Regions from separate parts of the Mus musculus genome. Here all the other regions are linked to region 1. A link is a contact called in public Hi-C and HiChIP or PLAC-seq data. All regions are on one chromosome and are shown on one strand. The core of a region is the stretch at or near the end of the contact, and the rest is flanking DNA. Distances in the headings are between cores, read along the strand shown.

What was found. Hi-C and Micro-C count contacts between places; a contact is called where the count stands out from the background. HiChIP or PLAC-seq counts read pairs in DNA pulled down with a chosen protein or histone mark.
Region 2: an H3K4me3 HiChIP or PLAC-seq map of bone marrow-derived macrophages shows a contact between it and region 1, with 3 times the contacts expected there. The contact joins two enhancer-like sites. A contact is called at or near these places in 1 of 15 datasets of contacts at CTCF or cohesin (the NIH/3T3 cell line), 3 of 115 datasets of contacts at active chromatin or transcription factors (bone marrow-derived macrophages, embryonic stem cells and microglia) and 4 of 9 other capture datasets (adipose tissue, embryonic stem cells, liver and 1 more).
Region 3: a Hi-C map of bone marrow-derived macrophages shows a contact between it and region 1, with 45 read pairs. The contact joins two enhancer-like sites. A contact is called at or near these places in 10 of 39 promoter capture datasets (the C10 cell line, cranial neural crest, embryonic stem cells and 5 more), 6 of 15 datasets of contacts at CTCF or cohesin (the NIH/3T3 cell line, embryonic stem cells, pro-B cells and 1 more), 224 of 484 Hi-C or Micro-C datasets (the 63-12 cell line, the AML12 cell line, the AtT-20 cell line and 117 more), 28 of 115 datasets of contacts at active chromatin or transcription factors (acute myeloid leukemia, astrocytes, a beta-TC-6 cell line and 14 more) and 4 of 9 other capture datasets (adipose tissue, embryonic stem cells, liver and 1 more).

What each region holds. Positions count from the first base shown.
Region 1 is chr19:43,962,670-43,967,719 of GRCm38.p6, reverse strand. Cpn1 (carboxypeptidase N, polypeptide 1) reads left to right here. Exons shown (of 9, transcript NM_030703.2): 6 at 1,406-1,545; 7 at 3,890-3,989. Among named protein-coding and RNA genes, the nearest start is that of Cpn1, 21 kb to the left of the region's middle. Within about 2 kb of position 2,084, at least 60 of the 459 cell types and tissues checked have an H3K27ac peak or open chromatin away from gene starts, as enhancers often do. A contact at or near this core is called in the CH12 cell line and bone marrow-derived macrophages, where this site is marked.
Region 2 is chr19:43,799,311-43,804,360 of GRCm38.p6, reverse strand. It overlaps Abcc2 (ATP-binding cassette, sub-family C (CFTR/MRP), member 2), which reads right to left. Exons shown (of 32, transcript NM_013806.2): 7 at 3,593-3,824; 8 at 555-718. Among named protein-coding and RNA genes, the nearest start is that of Abcc2, 20 kb to the right of the region's middle. Within about 2 kb of position 2,745, at least 21 of the 459 cell types and tissues checked have an H3K27ac peak or open chromatin away from gene starts, as enhancers often do. A contact at or near this core is called in bone marrow-derived macrophages, where this site is marked.
Region 3 is chr19:43,829,949-43,834,998 of GRCm38.p6, reverse strand. It overlaps Abcc2 (ATP-binding cassette, sub-family C (CFTR/MRP), member 2), which reads right to left. Exons shown (of 32, transcript NM_013806.2): 28 at 4,445-4,588; 29 at 2,796-2,954; 30 at 968-1,134. Among named protein-coding and RNA genes, the nearest start is that of Gm10768, 6.3 kb to the left of the region's middle. Within about 2 kb of position 2,403, at least 6 of the 459 cell types and tissues checked have an H3K27ac peak or open chromatin away from gene starts, as enhancers often do. A contact at or near this core is called in the CH12 cell line and bone marrow-derived macrophages, where this site is marked.

The sequences.
Region 1 (5,050 bases), core at 835-3,334:
TGTATTGATGAGGGCTGAGTTGATGTTTGGTCCTGGGGAGAGTGGAGAGGAGAGAAGCCGGGGAGTCATTTGTACTAAGAAGTTAGGCTTGTGCACCAAACCTACTTGAATACACAAGAAGATTCTGGTAGATTCTTCTTTCTTTAACTTTGTGCTAGGAAGCCAACCTCCTCACCCCCCAGATTGGAAGCATCAGAGACGCTTTTTCTTTTCTTTTCTTTTCTTCTCTTTTCTTCTCTTCTCTTTTCTTTTCTTTTCTTTCCTTTTCTTTTCTTTTCTTTTCTTTTCTTTTCTTTTCTTTTCTTTTCTTTTCCTTTCCTTTCCTTTCCTTTCCTTTCCTTTCCTTTTCTTTTCTTTCTTTCTTTCTTTCTTTCTTTCTTTCTTTCTTTCTTTCTTTCAAGATGTCTTTATTTTTTATTTATATGAGTACACTGCAGCTGTCCTCAGACACACACTAGAAGAAGGCATGGGATCCCATTACAGATGGTTGTGAGCCACCATGTGGTTGCTGGGATTTGAACTCAGGACCTCTGGCAGAGCAGTCAGTGCTCTTAACCGCTGAGCTGTCTCTCCAGCCCCAGATAATTGCTTTTTCTTTTTTTTTCTTTTTTCTTTTTTTCCCCCGAGACAGGGTTTCTCTGTATAGCCCTGGCTGTCCTGAAACTCACTTTGTAGACCAGGCTGGCCTTAAACTCAGAAATCCGCCTGCCTCTGCCTCCCGAGTGCTTGGATTAAAGGCATGTGCCACTATACTTTTTCAAATCATTCTCTCTCTCTCTCTCTCTCTCTCTCTCTCTCTCTCTCTCTCTCTCTCTCCCTCCCTCCCTCCCTCCCTCCCTCTCTCCCTCCCCACCCTCCCTATCCTCTCAGAAAGCATGGCCCGTGCCTCCTCAGAGAATCTCCACCCTAAACCAAATCAACACAATCCCAAGATTAACAATAGTTAATTAGGTCAATTCTAGTGGTTGTCTCAGCAATGAGGTCTCTGACCACAGTAACCTGGGAAGTTGTCCAACACAGAAACTTGGGGCCCTTGCCCTGTGCCCTGTGCCTCCTGAGTTAAACCCTGAGTTAAGGCCCAGTGATCTGTGTTAAGCTGCATGGCTCACCTTCTAGGGGCTTTAGTACCTGGGAGGAAACCAGTTGTTTAGTTATGGTTGCTGGTCTCTGTGTTTATTTTAAGACAGAGCCTCGCTATGTAGCCTAGGCAGACCTGGAACTTGCTATGTAGACCAGGCTAACCTTCAGCCTGAGACTCAGGAACAGCTCTGTGGAGAGTAAGTTAGCAGATGTCAAGAGGTAGGAGAGAAGCTGATAAAGATGTGGTGGAGAAACTGTGACTAACGAGAAAGGTGGCAATGGTGGGTCCCTCGACACAAAGATCTGCCGCTGTCTCTTTCCCTAGGAATGCAAGACTTCAATTATCTCCACACTAACTGCTTTGAGATCACGCTCGAGCTGAGTTGCGACAAGTTTCCCCGGCAAGAGGAGCTGCAGAGGGAGTGGCTGGGTAACCGGGAAGCCTTAATCCAGTTCTTGGAACAGGTAAGATCCTTCCGTTTGACTCTTCTGGTTGCAAGAGAGGTCTTCCAATGGCAGCTGGGGTTGCCACAGGCTCAGGCTGTCCCCAGAGCTGACTCCACTCAACCAGCCCTCTACTCCTGCGGTTGGTTTTCCTTCAATGTCCTAGAGCATAGCTGTCTGTCCAAAACTTTACTGTAAGCTGGGGACTCTGGGTAAACAAGCCTATATCCCTGTCTCTATGGAACTGATGTTCTAACCGGGGCAGACAGTAAGCAAAATACGGAAGTAAATTCTGTGCCTCATTAAAAAGAGAAGTGCTGTGAAGAAAGTCTCCCGGAGAAAGCCACTCTCAAATGGGGTCTGAGGAGCCTGAGGATCGGAGGGGCTCAGACAAGCCAGGTTATCTAGAACAGGGGTGGGCCCTCCAGAATAGGTCCAACTAAAACAAGCCAAGTCCACATCTGAAAGGTGCCCGGCAGCAGCAACCACAGCCAGCTGCCGCCTCAAGTGCACCGCAACGGCTGCTGTGAGAAACACATGACAAGGCTTGGAGGAGGGGGAGAAACTGGACTCTTTTAGGCACTGTGAGCAGAAAGTGATGTTGCTTCTAAGCCAAGCAGTGTGACAGAGCTTCCGGAAAATTAAAAATGGGGCTGAAGTTTAGCTCAGTGGTAAAGCTCTTGCTTAGCACACGAGGGACCCAAAATTGTGTTTCCAGACCCACAAAAGCAACCACAATTAGAATAAAATTGTTATATTATTCAGCATGGTTAAATCTCAAAGAAGTGAAGACAGGCAGAGAGAGAGAGAGAGAAAGGGCCTTCAAAACCAGGTAAGCGCTGACACACACCTTAGCACGACTGGATCTGGATTATGCAATAAGCAATAAGCCAGTCGTATGGCAGTAAGCCGTGCCTCTGTTTAGATAGAGTTTATACAGTCGCACAGACAGAATGCAGAATGGTGTCTGGGGCTGGAAGAGCAGGAGGTGGGGTAGAGAATGAGAGGGATGGAGACTTTCATCTTAAGGAGAGCAGTTTCAGTGTCAGATGAAGAGAGTTCTAAAAGTGAGTTGTTGTGCTAGGCACATATTACAAATGTGCGTGATAAACTGGGCTGTACAATTCACAGAGTGAACATTTTACCACAATTTACTTCAAATTTTCTCTCTCTCTCTCTCTCTCTCTCTCTCTCTCTTGTGTATTCATGCCATGATGTTTGTGTGGAAATCAGAAAGCAAGTTGTGGAAGGTAGTCTGTTCTCTTCTTCCAGCATTTTGGGTACCAAGTTCAAACTCAGTCAGGCTTAGCAGCAAATGCCTTTAACCACTGAGCCATCTCAGTAGATCACAATCTAAGGTTTCTCTCTCTCTCTCTCTCTTTCTTTAAAGATTTTATTTATTTACTTATTTATTTATTTATTTAATGTGAATATACTGTCTCTGTCTTCAGACACACCAGAAGAGGGCATCGGATCCCTTACAGATGGTTGTGAGCCACCATGTTGTTGCTGGGAATTGAATTCAGGACCTCTGGCAGAGCAGTCAGTGCTCTTAACCGCTAAAGTTTCTAAGTTTCTTTTCGTTTCATTTCGTTTCGTTTCGTTTCGTTTCGTTTCCTTTCCTTTCCTTTCCTTTCTTTTCTTTTCTTTTTAAGATTTTATTTATTACTATATGTAAGTACACTGTAGCTGTCTTCAGACATTCCAGAAGAGGGCATCAGATCTCATTACAGATGGTTGTGAGCCACCATGTGGTTGCTGGGATTTGAACTCAGGATCTTTGGAAGAGCAGTCAGTGCTCTTACCCACTAAACCATCTCACCAGCACCCCCCCCCCTTAAATTTCCTTAATTGTAACAAAATTCAAGGTTAGACCAGCAGGAGCTGGAGAGATGGCTTGGCGGTTGATTGAGAGTACTGGCTTGTCTCAGCAAACCTAAGTTTGTTTCCAGCATCCTCATGGTGGCTCACAAACATTGGTGACATTAGTCCCGAGAGCTCTGTGACCCTCTGCTGGGCTCTTCCAGCAACATGTAGGCACAGGGTACAAAGACACACGTGAAGGCAAAATACTCAACACACATACACTTGAGACTGGGCTACTAGTGGGGACTGTGGCCTCACAAGCCCACCCACACAGGAGCTTTGAGAAGGCAGTGTACTGTGACTGAGTGACAGGATCACTCCGCCTACTAAGGAGGGATTATGGGATTGGAGGAGCAGTGAAGAGCTAGTTTACAGGGTGTTGTCATGGTGTTAATGAACATGGACTGAGAGGAACCATGAGAAAAGAGAAAGGCCAGAGCCTTTCCCACTGTCCAACCACTGTGTGATTCTGACTCTCGGTGGCCACTGTTTCCCGCAGGTCCACCAGGGCATCAAGGGAATGGTGTTGGATGAGAACTCTAACAACCTCACGGGGGCTGTCATTTCCGTCACCGGCATCAACCACGACGTCACTTCAGGTAGGAGGGGACCAGTTGGTAAGCCAGAAAGACCAGCCATCGAGGACACTGAGAGGAGGGTGCGTGCCGGGTATGGGAGCAGAAAAGACGCGCTGCATCAAGCAGCTAAGATTCGGATAAGGAGATTCTTCACCTGCTAGAGGGAGCAGGCTCTGAGAGCAGGGAGCGAGTAGCCTTGAAGCGAATGGAGCCCCTGGTCAGAGCCCCTGATGGCTGTGGAGGCAGCCTGGTTGGGAGGACTTCTGGGCTAGACACCATTCATAACAATGGAGTGGAACAGCCAAGAAGGACTATGACTCTCGTGTTTATTCTCCCCTCCGCTCAGGCATTTCTCACGGGTCCATTCAGGCAAAGCTAATAGATTCCTCCTATAGGCTGGATCTGAGGCAAGGCAAGCAGTGGAGGGTAGGTAATCTTGGAGCTACCTAGAACATGCCAGAAGGGCACTGGCTGGGTTTCCTCTGCTGTTGCTATGATAAAGTACTCTGAAAAGAAGCAACTTAGGGGAAAAACGGCCAGATGTGGCTTCTAGCTCCAGGGTCTAGTCCATAGTTGGGGGTCAGGGTGGCAGGAGCTTGAAGCTTCTAGCGAACTCACATCATAGTCAGGAGACAGAGCTATGACCCAGAGCATTTTCTCCACTTACATAGACCGGATTCCCAGCTGGGAGTGGTCACCCAACAATGTGTAGGCGTTCTCACCTCAGCTAACACGGTCATGACACCTCACAGACATGCCTGGCTAGTCAGCCTCACAGGCGTGCCTGGCCTGTCTCCTTGCTGACTGTCCCAGCCTGGCCAGTCTCCTTCCTGACTGCCCCAGCCGAATTGACCACCTGCCAGTCTTAGGAGTTTCTTTGTGTTGATTTTTCGTGGATGCCAGTGGCTACACGCCTCCCAAAACAACCTTGTTCGCTACCAAGCAGGCATCTAACAACTCATGCTGCCTGTCCAGGCTGGAAGAAATCTCTTCTTCGTGTCCTTAGAGGTGGTCCCAGAGCCCTTCAGAGACAGGCTTGTTTAAGGAAAAGGCAGAGTTCCAAAAGAACTCTGTTACCTCAG
Region 2 (5,050 bases), core at 1,496-3,995, 160 kb after region 1:
CTGCAAAACAAAAAGTATCTTTAGAGAAATTTTCACTCACACACACACACACACACACACACACACACACCACTGTGATGTTTCAGCTCTGTCATAGGGAGTGGCATGAGTCAATTCATTTTCAGACAATGCAAGCCCATACCTCTATGAGGTAAAGGACTCTCCAGCTGGCTGTTCATTCCATACAGCGGCAGATTGCAAAGCCTTGTCGTGAGCACCCTACACACTAAGAAAGGCGCTGGCTCGGAAGAGATGAAGTTAGTCACTCTCTCCTGAGGCTTGCCACCCACCTCTCAGGTGTGGCTCTGGTCATACTAGTTAATTTTAATAACAAAGAGGTCTAATGAGTGTACGGCCTTCTCTAAGGAGAGAGGCGCAAAGAAAAGAGGCCAAAGCGCTATCTTAGATCAGGAAGACTGCCCTGGGCCTTTCCTGTGTGCAAAGCCGGGAAGTGAGTGGAAGAAAATCCGGGCGGTTTTCAAAACTGGGAACTCAAAGAACGCTCTTGCCTACACATACAAAGGAAGAGGGGGCAGCAAGTCCTGCGTACTCACTTCAGCAGCTGAGGATTCAGAAACAAAAGAATATCATGTGCTAATTTCAGAATAAATGACTTCAGGATCACCACGTAGAACGTTTTGAAGAGAGCCTTCACCAACCAGGATTTGGGAAAGTCTTTGGTGGCCTCAGACTTCTTTTTCTTCTTTTTCGAGTCTTCCTAGGTACAAAACCAAAAACAGCCATGTCCACAGACTTGTGCATTACAGGACTGATTAAGACTGTGTGCTCAGAATGGCTCCAGGCTTCAGCAGGGCTTACGAGCAGGTTACCCTCTCTGTATAGCTGTAATTGTCTCTTCATCTCCTGCCCACTCCCAGCACACACACCCCACACCCCACCCCCCACCCCCCCCCCGCTTCTCTCCCCTGCTTCCAATTTATAATCTCTTTTGGGCTGGGAAAGCAGACAACTAAACTAGAGAGAAGACATCATAAGGATGTGCATGGACAGACAAGTGGAATTTCAGTACTCAGGAGGCTAAGGCAGATTGTGACTTTGAGGCCAGCCTGAGCTACATAGTGAGCTCATTATATAACAAGGCCCCAGACAGTAGCACAACTGACTCCATGATGGACGTACCACAAAATCCAGCACAGAGACAGTACTGCCTGCCAAACAGAAAGAAAGACCCAATCTATCCAGACCACCCATCTAGTTGCTGGCTGGCTAATTAAGGCCTTCCATTGGCTTAAACCCATGTCCGAGCAGTCTTCTCTGGTGATGACCTCACAACAAGTAATACGGGACGAGGTCCTGTGTAAGATTCCAGTATGGGGGTGTTGGAGCGAATACTACATGCAAAGAAAGAGACTCTGGGCGGGGGGGGGGGGGGGAGGGCGTCATCTCATGCTCTCTGACAGTGAAGGAATCTGCTGGTCTGTATCTAGGATAGGATGCTCAGGAGACTTTTCAGTTGCTCTTTTATGTGGCTATTGGAGCATGTTGTAATTTGAATTTTATTCTTCAAAAAAGGTCTGATGAAGTCTGTGGTGGCTATTTTGGCATCTGCCCTGGAACTCACTTTGCAGACCAGGCTGGCCTTGAATTCCGGAGTGCTGAGATGAAAGGCATGTGCCTCTCTCTATACCTGGCTTGTGGTGGCTGTTCTTGGTTGCCAACTTGACTACATCTGGGATTAACTAAAACCCCAAACTGGCTGGGTACACCTGTGAGGGATATCTTTTCTTAATTGGATCATTAGAGGTGGATCTTCCCACCTCTAATCTGTTTCTTTGAGGTGAAAAGGCACCTTGAATCCAAATCTTTTGGAGTGGGAAGACCTACTTCTAATCTTGGCCACAGTTTCTGAGGAAACCTGGAGAAATGACATGGAAGAGGTAAGGTCTCTCTCTCTTTGCCTGCTTCTTCTCACCCTCAATAGTAAGACCATTCCTTCCTTAATGGACCAACAGTTACTGGATTCTTGGAACTTCCATACATAGGCAGTCACTGTGGGACTAGCTGGACCTCAGCCTGTAAATCATTCTAATAAATTCTCTTTCTGTATATTTATATAAAGAGAGGGATTTATCCTATAAGATCTGTTACTCTAGACATCCCTGACTAATACAAAGTCCCAACTCACAATATCTTAAGAGTGTGCCCCCTTTTGAACTTGGATCAGTGTGAGTGTAAGCAAACTGGTCTTTAAGATAGTCTGTAGTTCAACATGACTGGTGCCCTTGGAAGAGATGGGATAGAGATGAGGTAGCTTTGGGACAACTGAGGCACAGAATGGATTATGCACCTACAAGCCAAGGGGATACCTAGGGTTTCTGGCATACAACAGAAGCAGGAAAGGTAGAACTCATTCTTTCCCCCATGTTTCAGGGGGAAACGATCCTGCCAATAACCTGATTTCAGATTTCTAGCTTCCAGGCCTCTGGGATGGTGCATCTCCACTTCCCACTTTCCTCTTCCGGTGCCCACGCCATCCCCTTCCTCTTTCTCTGTGTTTGTGGTATGAGCAATCAAACCCAGGGCCATCAGCCTGTGAAGCAGGCTCTCTCTTGCCCTCCCTTCTCTTCTCTGCCCATCCCAGCCGTTTCCCTCTCCCTCTCTCGAGATGGGTCTCACTGTATTGCCCAGGCTGTACTCAAACTTATGATCCTCCTGCCTGAGCTCCCTGAGGAGTCACTGTACCGTGCTTGCATTGCTTTCTCGTTAGTATTAATCACCCTCGGCATGTGCATCGCTTGTTCCTCTTTTCCTAGTTCTCTATAGATGAACTCCCTCTCAGGCTTGTTCTTTGTACCCATTGCCCAAAGAGACACACATCTGTGCTCAGTGAATATGTCAGAGTAAGGGAATGAATGCATTAGCTACTAATGCTAACTTCCAAGACAATGCTGTTTCTAGAAATGAGTGTGTGTGTGTGTGCCTGTGCATGCACACACATGTGTGCGCACATGCCTGTGCGGAGAAAGAGAGAGTGTTTGTGTGTAGGAGTGATGGTTACAGGCATGCCGAAGTGTGAACACGGATGTCAGGCCAAGCATCCTGTGTTAGCTTTGGCCTTCTTACCTTGTCTGAGATAGGTCTCTTCTCTGCTACAGCAATCTGCCTCATTGGCCTAGGAGCTTCTGCATATTGTCCTGTCGCTATTTCCCACTTCCTGTAGGTACACTAGAATTACAGATACGTGTACTACTGTGTCTAGCTTTTATCTAGGTATTCAAACTCAGGTTGCCAGATTCATATGGTAAGTGCTTTTGCCCACTGAGCCATCTCCCTAGCCCTACTAATGCTGCTATTACTACTACGAATACTACTACTACTGCTACTGCTACTGCTACTGCTACTACTCTTTTACACCATGAAAAATTTCAAGTGTATTCAAAAGGAGAAACAACAGTATATAATACACACATGCACCCACCACTCAGGCATTATTAGAACTGTGCATATCATTAATGTAAAGTGCAGTGCAAAGCACATAGAAGAGTATGAAAATCTGAAAGAAGTCAGACCGGACACTGCTCCTTGCCTGAGCCATACAGGGCACTCACACAGACACTTGGGTCACAGTTACCAGGACAAGGACATCTTGGCTCTGACTCTGCTTCTTGGTCAATCCGTGTGACGTGCCCTCAGGGCTCTGCTGGGACTTCTTCAGCCGCCTCTGAAGAGCCTGCCTGGCTTTCTGCAGGTCCTTTGTCATGATCGTCTTAAACTTGCTGGTGAGTGACTTGGCTTTAAGATTTTCTTCAATATCCCACACATCTTCTATTGTCAATGGATGCTTGTAACCTTTCAGAACAGTGCTGGAACAAGAATGGAACACAGGCTGAGCCCCTCTGTGCTTTGTCAGTCTGCTTCTATCAGAGGCTAGCCTCCAGATCCGAGACAGAGGGATGAAGTTTTGAACTTCTCTACTGTTCCATTATCTACAGCTCCTGGGCCTTTATTGGACAGAAACATGGGGGAGAACACAGAGACAACAGAATGTGCTAGAAGACAACATGGAGAAGAGACAGGGAGAGGCTCTACTGAATCAAAAGTCAAAGGCATCGCCATCCTCCTGCTCTTGCTCCGTCTCCTTCAAGAACCAACCACCTCCCTACACTCTGGCATGTCCTTGAGGGAACTCCATGATGCCCTTAGGAAATGGCTTGACCTCACCACTGACTTCACACAATGTCTCTAGATTGGGCCTATCCAATTCGGGGCTGGAGCACATGAATGAAAGACTAGCTGCATCTTTATTTGTAACCATTTATAACTAAGATCCAGCTTTCTTTTTTTTTTTTTTTTTCCTAATATGAGCTTAACATGGTATCTTTGTTACCAGGAGAAACCATAGATGTTTTCACGGCTAACTTACACTAATTGCTGCTTCCAAATTATGGTCCTTATAAGATAGATATTTAAGATATCCTTGTCGTTAGATGTTTAAACGTAATGAGCCCATTTGAAAGTACGTGCATTGCTCTGTCACAGATTTGCTTTTTTTTAACTTTAAATTATGTGTGTGTGTGTGTGTGTGTGTGTGTGTGTATGAGAGTGTGTGTGCACGTGTGCAGGAGAGTGTGCGTGCACGCGCAGGTGCCTGTGTAGAGTGGAGGCCTGAGACCCCACAGGAGCTGGAGTTACCGGGAGGAAGTGAGCCTCTTGACGTGAGTTCTGGGAACTGAACTCCGATCCTCTGAAAGAAGAGCAAGAGCCCTCGCTCGGGGTTGAGCTACCTCTCCAGCCCCACAAACTTGCCCTTTAGATATTCTGACCATGTTTATAGTCTGTGTCCAATAGATCTAAACCATTCATGGGCCTCACCAGTCTGACAGAGGGTCCGCAAACTACAAAGATTCCCGTTGTAGACCCTCTGGTAGCACAGGCTCTGTCAACCTTTCCCTCCTCCTATTCCACACTGCCTGCCTCCAGGTGCCCTCTTTCCTGTCTTGCTGTCTCTCCTTTTGTTTCTCCCATGGAACTCTCAGACTATGAGAAATGATCACCTTTCAGTTTCTCCTCTTCATTCTAATCAATCCAA
Region 3 (5,050 bases), core at 1,154-3,653, 130 kb after region 1:
ATGTAGGTTCAGACTAGAAGGCACACGGGCTGAGCTTCCGTGTTCATATGAAGCTCCTACGTTTATCCAGAGCTTCCAGGCCATTTGTTTGATCTACTGATGCTTTAGCTGCTGGTGGTCTATGCCTGGCCTTCCACTGTGGAGGTACCTGGGTCAAAAGCAAGAACTGCCCACGAGCCACAGGCTTTGCCTAATGGCTCAGCTTCAGTATGTGAAGGAGAGCCCCAAACTCTCATGGGGAGAAGGCCAGAACCTTGCGTCAACAAATGCACAGTGAAGACCACAAGCCAAGTGTCAGGATATATATATATATTAAGGTAAAAACTATAAACTCAGAGAGTCACTGTTATCAATTTAAGGTGTTTCTGCAATGCCCAAGAGCTTTGCTGGCAGTAAATCTTATCTGTGTCCCTTTAGATTGGAGGTTCTCAAACTGAGATGCCTTTTATAGCCCGAGGGGATCTTCATGTCCCCATGTCCATCCAGTCTGTGTTTCATAACAAATATACCAGATTGGACCAGGGATCCAGCTGTTGCTGCTGAGCCTTGAGACTCTGGTTTCTGTGATTTTTCCACTAAAATGGCACTTGTAAGTTCATGTCATATAATGTCACAGAAAGGGCACATTTCATAACAACATGTGTTCCTGTGCATTTTTAACATCTGCTTTTTTTTTTTTTTTTTTCCGAGACAGGGTGTCTCTGTATAGCTCTGGCTGTCCTGGAACTCACTTTGTAGACCAGGCTGGCCTCGAACTCAGAAATCCTCCTGCCTCTGCCTCCCAAGTGCTGGGATTAAAGGCGTGCACCACCACACCCGGCTTAACATCTGCTTTTATCGCATTTTTACACATTAGGAATTTGATCTACACAGTTATAAATCCCACAATGCCAGATGGTATCTAAGACCAGAACATAAGAAACAACTCCCTCACACCCCCACACAGCCCGTGGAAGAAGTAGCTTACCTCAGGTTGTCACCGCCCTCTGTCACTTCATGGAGCAACCCAAGTTGCAGGCCAGCCACAAAGGATTTGAGATGAGCCAATTCCAGGGCCCTCCAGATCTCCTCATCCGAGTATTTGTTGAAAGGGTCGAGATTCATCCTCAGATTCCCAGAGAACAAAATGGGGTCCTGCAAGTTGGAGAATGGGAAGCCATCAGGGCTTATGTCAGCAAAGGGCTCAGTCATTCTTTGTGGCCAGGAGAACGTGGGTAGGAGTGGTCTGGCATGAACTCTAGGCAGGAAGCTGGCTCACGATTGAGCTTTTGGAAGCCTCTGAAGGCCCCGAGTACCTGCAACCGGAACACTAAACGGGGTGGGGGGTGGGGGTGCGGTGGTCCTTGGTTTGCACCTGCTTCGTTCCGTTCTGGGACCCACTTGTAGACATCCAGATGAAAAGACCATCATTTCCTGAAACAAAGCCTCCTGGCTTAGGACAAGGGAGACCAAGAGACATAGAAAGAGATTGTGTAGTCATCTGAGAAACTCTTATGTTTTGAAGAGGCCACAGAGAACAATGCACTAAACTAAGAAAACCCGGGGCCTGACAAGATATTCTCACGCACAAGCCCGAGTTTGAGTACCCAGCATCCCGCAGAAAGTGGAGCCTATGTGCTCACGCTGAGAGGGAGAGAGAAGCAGAGACTAGAGGCTGTCCGGAGATACCCACCACTGAGCTAGTCAAAACAAAACCTTTAAAAGGCCAAAGACAAAAATCCTCCTGAGGGGCTTGTGGTTAAAAGCACTTGCTACTTAGTATTCTTGCAGAGGATCCAGATTCAGTTCCTAGCACCCACACGGCAGCTTACAACACTCCTTAACACATGATCTTAATGCCAGGCTTCTGTGAGAGCCAGGTCCAAATGCTCTTAGATACACACAGGCAAAACACTCATAGCACATAAAATAAAACATCTTAAAACAACAGCAACAGCAGCAGCAGCAGCAGCAAATCCCAAAACGGCGAGCTACAGGTTCCTCGAGAGACCTTGTCTCAGTGGAATAGAGGGGAGAGTGACAGAGAGGGCATCTAATGTCACATTGTACTAAGCAACATTAAACCCTCCACAGGCACCAGGCCACAGTGCAGAGGGAGCGATGGTTCTCCGCCTCCTGTGAGTGGAGAGGTCTCTGTGGCAATTCTTAACTCGGTGGGGTCCATAGAGCAAGCCAAAGGGAGGTCTTTCTTGCTGATACGATGAATGTTCCGCTTGCTGGCAAAAACCCGCAGCAAATTCCCTCCTCTATCTTTTAGCCGCATCAAATGAGGAGTATAAAGCTTAATGACTTCAAGCTTCGGCGGCAAAATTGCTACTGCTAATTACAAAGGTCTCAGCAAACCCTGATGGGCTAACAGAAACGCCAACTAATCATCTGCTCTATCCGAGTGCTGGCGCGTTGCTGCCACCTACTGGTAGCTTCTAGCAGCCACCGGTCACATGCAAAATACAGAACTTTTTAGTCGAGAAACAGAATCTCGGGGAATTCGTCTGGAATCGTGGTATGAAGATGAATCTTGATAGTCAACTTTTGGGAGAGAGTGTCTATATTTGACACTTGGAGAGTGCAGACACAGTAGGACCAGCCGTCCCACATGCCTACTGCTATGCCTTACCACCAAGAACTGTGCCCCTTCTCAGTGAGCCGAATTAACCCTTCCTCCTGTAAGTTGTTTCTTGACAGGTACAATGACAAGAAAACTAAGCAATACAACTGCCAGAGTTGTTTTTGTAATTGAATGCATGTCAGTGTTTCCCCACTGCGTGTGCCCAAGTAAATCCTCGTTAACTAACCTGGGGAATGATGGTCAGTCTCCCTCGAAGGTCGTGCAGTCCAATGGAGGCAATATCAATCCCATCAATGATGATCTGGCCACCTGCAGACTCTAAGATTCTGAAGAGGCAGTTTGTGAGGGATGATTTTCCAGCTCCGGTCCTGCCCACCACACCGACCTGTGAATATAGTTCATTTACATCGACTTCAACATGCAATTCTCGGAGGAAAAAAAATTTAGCCTATGTATTCACAATCGCACGTGATAAAAAGAACCCCATACCAAATATATCAAATGGCTTTTAGTTTTGGTGAGAGGGAAAAAATGCCCAGATGTCAAGAAAAAAAATGGCTCTCCCATACTCCGCCTGAGTTGTGTGCTGAAGACCGTGACCGCTGGAAATAGACAAACCCTCTTCTCCATTGTTGTCACCGCCAATCTTGACAGTCATAGCTTATTCCCTTTTTAAAAAAGATTTCATTTAAAAAGTAGACAGAGGGCTGGAGAGATGGCTCAGTGGTTAAGAGCACTGATTGCTCTTCCAAAGGTCCTGAGTTCAATTCCCAGCAACCACATGGTGGTTCACAACCATCTGTAATAGGATCTGATGTCCCATTCTGGTGTGTCTGAAGACAGTGACAGGGTACTCACACACATAAAATAAATATCTTTTTTTTTTTTTAAGTAGACAGAAAGGAACTTTGGGATGGCTCCGTAGGTGATGGCATTCGCTGCTAAGCCAAATGACCCGAGTTCAACCCTTGGAACCCACACGGTGGAACAAGTTGTTCTGTGTCCTTCACACATGCATGTGCACACCCACAAAATAAATAAAAATGTAATAATTTATTTTGTATTACCTCTCTTGTCTTCTGAGAGTATAATTACATTTCTCCCCGTCCTTTCTCCCCTCCAAGCCTCCCACACACACCCTTCTTTATTATCTCTCAAATCCATTGTCTCTTTTCTCATTAACTGTTGCTACACGCATATATGTAATGCACATATTCACATGAATACACAGACGTACATCCCTAAGCGTGAGCTGCGTGGTCTGTGTAACGCCGCGTGTATGTACGTTTTCAGGGACGGACATCTGCCGTGTGCTTCCTTGGGGATGGCTAACTCTCCAGCTCTAAACTGCGGAGCACTTCATGGATCTGTGTGTCCCCTTCCTTGCTCGGGGGCCATGCTAATCTGCCCATGATGCTCTGATTTGAGTATCTGAGCTGCCAAAGGGAGAACTGGGTTGTTTGTTTTGACTTTTAGTAGCGGGAAGGAAAGACTTGTCACCAGATGAGCCTTGGGTCACCCCTGGTCCTCAGCCCCCTTGCCCAGGTTGATTAATTGATGGATAGCTTTGCTCCATTAGACCTGTAAGAGTGTACTCAACTTCAAAGACCAGAACACTAGACTCTCTCCTGCTTAGGCTCAGCAGTTCTGCGTCCAGGTCTGAGACTTCACACCTTAAGCCCGCACAGGAAATGAGCCCCAGTGGGCTGGCAGGGAGGCAGGATCCAGCCCTCCGGGTGGGTCCCTTCTGCGTTCCCAGAGTACAGGAAGAATCCCCATTCTCTCCCTGCACCCAAACGGCGAAGGCCTGGGACCCTCCTTCTGTGCCCGGCTATTCCCTGAGTCCTCCCAAGCAGAGCCGTCTTTCTCACCCACCTTCTCGGTGCTCTTGATGTTACAAGTAATCCCTTTCAGGACCAGATCCAGCTCCGGCCGATACCGCACTTGATAGTTGTTGAACTGGATCTCACCTTTTTTGGGCCAATCTGCCGGAGGCTTCTTGTCGGTCACCCACGGCGCCTGGCAAGGGGAAAGGATGAGAAACGCTGGACGTGGTAAGCAGTCCAGCCAACAGCTGCCGTGGGACTCATAGCATTTGACAGAAGGGTAGCGGGGACCTCTACCTGAGTGGACTGGGCTTTTCTGACTTTATTCAATAAGATACCCTACAAGGTTGCTCTATGGGTTTCTAGAACGGCACCACCATTTAGGAAAACTGTTTCCTCCTCTTACATTTGAAGAAATTAAGTCCTTTGGGTTAGAGCATGTGAGACTTGAAAGTTGTTCTTTAAAGCTAAAGATGCAGCTGGGCGGTGGTGGCCCTCGCCTTTAATCCCAGCACTCGGGAGGCAGAGGCAGGCAGATTTCTGAGTTCTAAGCCAGCCTGGTCTACAAAGTGAGTTCCAGGACAGCCAGGGCTATACAGAGAAACCCTGTCTCGAAAAACCAAAAAAAAGGTAAAGATGCCCTCTTGAGAGCGTG